2 separate regions of the Anas platyrhynchos genome follow, and region 1 is linked to region 2. A link is a contact called in public Hi-C data. All regions are on one chromosome and are shown on one strand. The core of a region is the stretch at or near the end of the contact, and the rest is flanking DNA. Distances in the headings are between cores, read along the strand shown.

Evidence for each region. Hi-C and Micro-C count contacts between places; a contact is called where the count stands out from the background.
Region 1: a contact with region 2 is called in a Hi-C map of liver, with 2.5 times the contacts expected there. The contact joins the enhancer-like site here to the promoter of RNF43 in region 2. A contact is called at or near these places in 2 of 8 Hi-C or Micro-C datasets (liver and subcutaneous adipose tissue).

What each region holds. Positions count from the first base shown.
Region 1 is chr20:11,150,673-11,154,071 of IASCAAS_PekinDuck_T2T, forward strand. TSPOAP1 (TSPO associated protein 1) reads left to right here. Exons shown (of 29, transcript XM_038165667.2): 2 at 921-1,028; 3 at 3,296-3,399. Among named protein-coding and RNA genes, the nearest start is that of TSPOAP1, 13 kb to the left of the region's middle. Within about 2 kb of position 1,434, at least 1 of the 8 cell types and tissues checked has an H3K27ac peak or open chromatin away from gene starts, as enhancers often do.
Region 2 is chr20:11,052,348-11,055,589 of IASCAAS_PekinDuck_T2T, forward strand. RNF43 (ring finger protein 43) reads left to right here and starts at 1,541. Exons shown (of 9, transcript XM_005015864.6): 1 at 1,541-3,242. It overlaps HSF5 (heat shock transcription factor 5), which reads left to right. Exons shown (of 5, transcript XM_072026140.1): 5 at 1-875.

The DNA.
Region 1 (3,399 bases), core at 184-2,683, 98 kb after region 2:
GCAATAGCTTGGCTCTGAGCTTTGCTAACACATAAAAATACTTTCTGGGACCCTGCTTCGGCAGCAAGCCTGCGGCGAGCTGCTCTGTGCAGGAAGCAGTAACCACAAGCTATATATACAGCTCCCAGCAGAGCTGCTGCTGCTTTTGATGTGACAAAATTAAGGTAGTATTTTGCAAAGAAATCCGGCATGTTGCCTTCTTCCGGAGCCAAGGCTGTCACAAGGAGGGCAGAGCCAGGGCCTGGCTCCCAGGCAGGTTCCTGGGCTAAACTGTGTGGCTGGCTTGAGGAGGGGGGTGAGGAGGTCTCTTTGCCTCCAAGAACCACACAATACCTGGTCCCTGAGCTGTAGGGAGGAGCACATGTGTCTGGTGTGTTGTGGCATGTGCTCTTGCTGGCTTTGCTTGCGTTTATCTGAGCTGGTTTAGGTGGTATGATGTCAAAACGCAAGCAGCTGGAAACAATGTCAGGGTTTGGGCTTTTTCCCCAGATGCAAGTTGAGACCCTGATGCAGCCCAAGACTCTCTGCAGGGTGACCAGTCCCACCGGTCCATGGGGAGGCACTGGGTGATGGAACCATTTGTAGAGGGGTGCCAGAGTTCAGTGTGCCCTTGATAGCAATCTCCCTGACTTTCCACACTGCTAGTAGGGCATACATCTCCTTGAACCTGGAAAAGCATCTGCAAGTACCCAGCTATGGCCATTGTTCCTGCTGTCCCCAAAGGACATGCAGCCCCTCTCTTCCTCCTGAAATCAGCCTCCAAGTCTCAGTCTGCTGCTTCACTGCCTGCACCATGACCCTGCTGGCCTCCCAGTGAAGCTGGGCTGAGCTTGCTGTGGGGCCAGGGAGAGCATGCAGCCATGGCCTCCTCGTCCAGGGGAGGTGAAGCCCTGCCTTGCCTCTCCCATGCTGTTTTGCAGAGCGGGGCTGACTACAGCTTCCTTGTGAGCCAGAACACGAAGCTCCTGAGTGCACTGGAGGACCTGCAGCACCGCTACTCTAGTCTCGTGGAAGAAAACAGCTTGCTGGTGAGCGGAGGATGCAGCCTGGTCAGGCACTGGGTTGGCTCAAGGAACACCAATGTGGGGTGTGGGATTCTCCATGGGGAGGGAGCCCTGTTTGGGGCGAGCTGCCGTTGGCCACCAGATCCAAGAAATGCTGGTACGTGAGATCAGCTGGGGAGGGCATGGGGGAAAGAAAAGGGGGCCTGGGTGCCTTGTGTGCCCTGGGTGCCTTTGCACTGCACCTGCTGTTGGCTCGAGCAGGACCCCTTCCTCGTGACCTGCTGCTGCCCTCCCTGCCATCTTTGTCCTGCGTTATTTGCCTGCTGGAAACCGCAAGAGGCTTTTCCGCAGCTGCCTGCTAGGGCTGGCAGAGAGCAACACAGCCGTGAGCTGACAGCGGGGAGGGGGAAGTCACTCTTGTTTCCTCTTTAAGGGAAAAAGCAGAAACACTGATTCACTTCACCCTGCTCTGGTGACAGCACAGCACTGCCCCCTGCTCCTGCGGGAGCTCAGCACCCAGCTCTCCAGCTGCACCCCTGGCACCCAAAGCCACAGTGTGGGCTGCCCCATTCTGCCCAACTTCCACATCCTTGGCTCCCCTAGCCCATGGTTGGCAGCCAGGAAATAAGAAGAGGAGATGCTCCCCCCCCCTCACCAGAGCATATCCCTGCCTGTAAAGCCCTGCAACGTGGGGATGTAGCCACCCTGGGTTTGAGTACCCCACAATGCTGGCAGGGCTGCATTGGTCCAACCCTATAAACTTTCAGTTCCTGATCTGAGACCATGACCATAGAGGTCCCCAAAAGTTCAGGTCCTTCCACTGCTGTGGTCCAGCCACCTGCTCAGCATGTTCAGCATGCTTCAACAGCCTGGACCTGTGTGGCATCAGGGCTTGGCTAGGCAGTGCGATGGGTACTGCTGCCAAGACACAGGCAGCAGGATATGCTTCAGGAACAACCTCCTTGTTCCTGCTGGGAATGGGGTTCATCAGCAACCCTGGCTCTGAACTACAATGTGCAGAGGGAGAGGACCTTGCATTACACATCGTCTGTGCACCTTTGGAAGTGTATGGCCATAATGCCATCCTAGGCAAAGGTGCTTCCCATTTCCTAATGTAAATGTCATAGCAGCTTCATATTTCATGTGTCACCACTGCTGTTTGAAAAGGATTAGAAGGTGTAAAAGAGTCTGAGAAATATACAGTTCAGGTTGATTTTTTCTCTTCAAAATGCCCTTGAAAATTTGATCACTCAACATTTCAGATTTACATCACCAAATTCAAAACAGATTTTAGATAATTTTCCTACACTAAAAGCATACATCCAGTATGCCCTGCAGGCTCAGGGGGTCACCCATTAGCATTCATGTGGATTTTAGCAAAGCACTGTCATATAAGCTCTCATCAAATCTTACTCTCAAAAATCAGCCTTGGTCTTCCAAATGAAGATAAGCAAATAAAACAGTGAAAGCAGCAAGTGCATGTGGTGGGATCTCACAGGGATAGTGAAGAAAATAAGTGAAAGGATCAGGTGACCTGACATTTTTGCTGATGTGAAAAGACAGCACAACACATCTGGGTACGACCTTGAGAGAACAAGCCATCGGCAAGCAGCAGCTTATCGAAATGGACAGATAACAAATAAAAGGGGATTAAGAGCAAACAGAATCAATAGAAAGGAAAAGGAAATTTGGTTTGCAAACATCATAAAGTCCTTGGCTGATTTCTCCCCATTCCCCTCAGCTTATGTCTCAGTGTCAGGAGGGCAAGGAAAAAAGCAAGCAAAGTTTGGGGTGTAATGTGGGGTGTAATGCAGCGCAAATCCACAGTGATGTGTTGAGTACTGAAACAGCAGGGAAATGTACTGGACAGGCTTTGGAAGGGAAAGCCCAAAGGGCCAGCAGCCAGGATAGACTGATTCTGGTGATGTGCTCAGTCCCATCCAGCAAAGGCAGAGCCTGCAAAGAGCAGAGAGAGCGACGGACAGGCTGCAGAGATGGATGGACTGGGGTGGGGCAAGGGGCTTCTTGTTTAAGAGGTCAAGTTAACAAAAATATCAGGAAAAGCAGAGGCTTCAGTGACTGGAGAGGAGACGAGTGAAGGTCAGTGTATATCATCTGGGACAGCTGTACAAGAACAGGCCAAGCCCTGGTTGGGGAGAGCCCGGTGGACACAGAGTGGGTCAGGCAGGGCAAGGGACCTCTGCTACCTCTGACATCCTCAGTGGCAGCTTCAAGCATGGGTGCATGGGGAGACTGAATAGGGTTTTCAGGTCAATCCTTCTGTTATCCAGCGCAGGAGCTGCTTCCCTGAAACAGAGGAGAAGGTTAAGCACCTGAAGAGGAAGAACGCAGAGCTGGCGGTGATCGCCAAACGCCTGGAGGAGAGAGCCCGGAA
Region 2 (3,242 bases), core at 291-2,790:
CTTAAATGAAAGTATATGGAAACCATTTGTATATGAATGAGAGTATTTGGGTAGTTAAAAGGAAAAGTTTTTCAATAACATTGCTGGAGCTCATCACCTAAATTTGCTTTCATGCCCTATAGCTGACATGGCTCGAGACTGTTGCATAATATGCTGTGGAAATTGTGGATGGTCTGTGTCCTGTAGGAGCTGGTGCCATCAATAGTAATGGGGTTTGACAGCAGCAGACTAGCCCTCACAGACCAAGGGGTAAGGAGATGCACTTAAAAGGATTTTGGCTTATCAAACTGGAGCTGCTACCTCTTTAATTCACATACACTACAAAGGGAACAGTTTACCTTTCTTATTCCTGCTTGCCAACCAAAAGATTTGACACTTTTGGAGATTTAAGATAGGGGAATCTCAGGGCCTTAGATAATGCTCTGTTGTTTTAAAGGCAAATTACGAAAACTTTCATATTACAATTTTTTAATATGCTGATTCAGAAAGGCTTTGGAGCTGGCTCTCCTGATGTACATCGCTTTCAGAACACACATGGATGTAAGCTCTCTTCATTCTTAATCAGCTCACCCTGACGTAGGGAGAGAGCCCAGGAGAAAGGGCACTCGCTAGCTTAGGAAATTAGTATATTGCTGCACAAGGCCTCAGGAGTCTCAGGTGGCCCTCTAGACTGAAGGTCTAGCGCTTCAGCACCTTAATGTGGATCTAGTTCAGTCAGTAAATAATAAAAAGTAACATCTGTAGTAAGACCTTGTTTTTAACTATATTCTTGTTAATGGGAACTCAATGCAATTTTGTTTACCTTGTGGATGTTCTTTTATCATCCTGCTCAGACAGCATGGTTGCACCAATCTGCAATAAATTAAACTTTCAAACTGAAATATTGCACCTATATTTTCTTTCTTTTGATTTACAAATGATGTATTATCATCGTTGGAAAAAGTCCTTCATGTTTCAGCAGTTCCTCCTGCCGCTTTTTTCACCATACAACCATTACCCCTGCAACCACGCTCTTATTTTTAAAAGTGGAGCAATTCTTCTTTGTGTAACCTTCTACTTTCAAGGAGTTACTCCAGGGATTAGTTTAGCTGTACACGTAACAACAACAAAAATGTTCATTAATCTCTACTTTCTTGAAGGTGCTTTTTCCTGAGCACCGGGAACAACGACAAGTGACTCTCCGAACTCCTGCCTGGATCATACGCCTTCTGCAGGCAGGGCATTGTTTTCACGTTTGTTTCTGAGTGCCCTCCTTGAGCACCACTCCATCGTGCGCCTGTTCACAAATTTCCAGTTGCAACCTTACTTTGAGGTTATAGGTCTGACCTGCAGCATTATTCACCTCTCGGTGATGTCAGAGGAGAATAACAGTTGAATTCCAGACCTCTGACATCAGCCTGACCTGAAGCCTCGCAGCAAGCAGCAGCCAGAAAAGGGCTACTGCTGCCTCTCGATGGGCGGCAGCGTGGGGAAGGCCGGGGGAAACGCGGGGAGCCCGGCGGGGCCGGGCCGGCGGGGCGGGAGGGGGCGCCCGGGAGCGGGGCCGGGGCCGGGGCGGGCGCTCGGCGCTGCTCCACCCTCACTTTGTGCCAGCAGGTAGGAGCCGCGAGCCGGGAGCCGCGGCCGCCTCGCAGCCCTCCCGCGCCCGGCGCTCGCCCACGGGCGCTGCTGCGGCAGGAAGGCGGCTCCGCGCCCGCCGCGGGATCCGGCCGCCCCCGGCCATGGTCGAGCAGCCCCGCGGGGCCCGCCGCGGCCGCGCTGCCCGTGCCTCGGCTGCCGCCCTGCGCCGCGCATAGAGCCGGTGCCCGCACGGGCTGCGCGGCGAGGGAGCCCCGGGTACTCCGCGGGAGTGCTCCCGACAGGGGGCCGGCTTCTTTCCCGAGGCTGCGGGTTGCATGCGGACACTTCACTTGCAGCCATGCCTGCCCCGGGAGCTTTCTGTCTGCGGTAATTTTCTCCCTTTGATCTCGCTGGATTCTCCGTCGGGCTGTGGAGCGCCACTCGCACCTACCTGCCTGCTGCATGTGCGTGAGGCGGCTTGTCTTCCGTGACTTCTTTTTCGAACGTTCCTTACTTTTAAGGACAGATTGCGTTTCTAAAAAGGAGCAAGAAGACCCGAACCAAACGTCGTCAGACGCACATGGTTTCCTTAAGCTACTGGAAGTAACTTTTTCTGGGATTTGTAGAAGCATTTCCATCTGTCCCAGCCCCTGCGGGTTGCAGCAGGCGTGCTGCCTAACAGGTTTGCAGATTTTTTTTTTTTTAATCACTTCTTCTCTTCACAGCGGAGTGATCACCCTAACTTTTTAGTTGCACACAACCCCTGTGTAAACTCTCCTAGTTATGAAGACTCCTCGACACGTTTCATGTGACTTTGGGAAAGACCATGGAATTTTATGTTGTTGTTTTGTTTTTTAATTTGTGGGGCCTTTAGTTGGGATCTTCTTGGAAGTGATCATACCAGAACCCATAGTGTGAAGGAAACAAGATATGCGGTAACTTTTTGCTTGATACCTGCTTTGCTTCGTGTCTAAACTTTTAGCATGTTTTGGGGCCTTCTTAAAATCTCCTGGGAACTTGAAACTATGAAGAGAAGCTTCGTACTTCAATAATTATCCTTGGGAATTGCACCGAAAGTCAGACCAAGCCTGGATTGTTAGGAGAAAACTAGAACTGATATGTAAGCCTGAATGAAGCATTTCTGGCACAGGAAGGATGGAAGGGATTGATTTGATTTGGAAGGGAACAATATAGTAACAAACTTTTGTTTTTACCAAATATGCAAGAAATACCTCCTGCATAATTTTTAAGAAGGATACCAGTAACTGTAGACAACATCCAACTTTAAGAGCATGAGCATATATTGTGGAAGAGATGCCTTGCTGGCAAGAAGATGTGTCTATCAAGCATATGTGAGATGGATGTTTTGAACCTGGCAATCTTCCTTAGTCTTGGGAAGGAGACACCAGGACGTTGCGTCCATGGAGGAACCTCCCTGTGTGTGCCTCCTCTCTGCAGACCTGACGAGTTCTTAATGCTGCGGGAGATTCCTCTGTGTCTGAACTGAACCTGTCCTTGCGACCTGCTCATTCTCTTTCACTGATCTTTCTGGATCTGTCTTCTAGAGGAGGGACTCATAACTTCAGTGGTTGTTTTTTGTTTTTTTTTTGTTTTTTTTTTTTCCTGGTTTAAAGTATGCTTTTCAGCTCCGAGCAGCCTCTGAGCACGTGGCACCAAGGAAG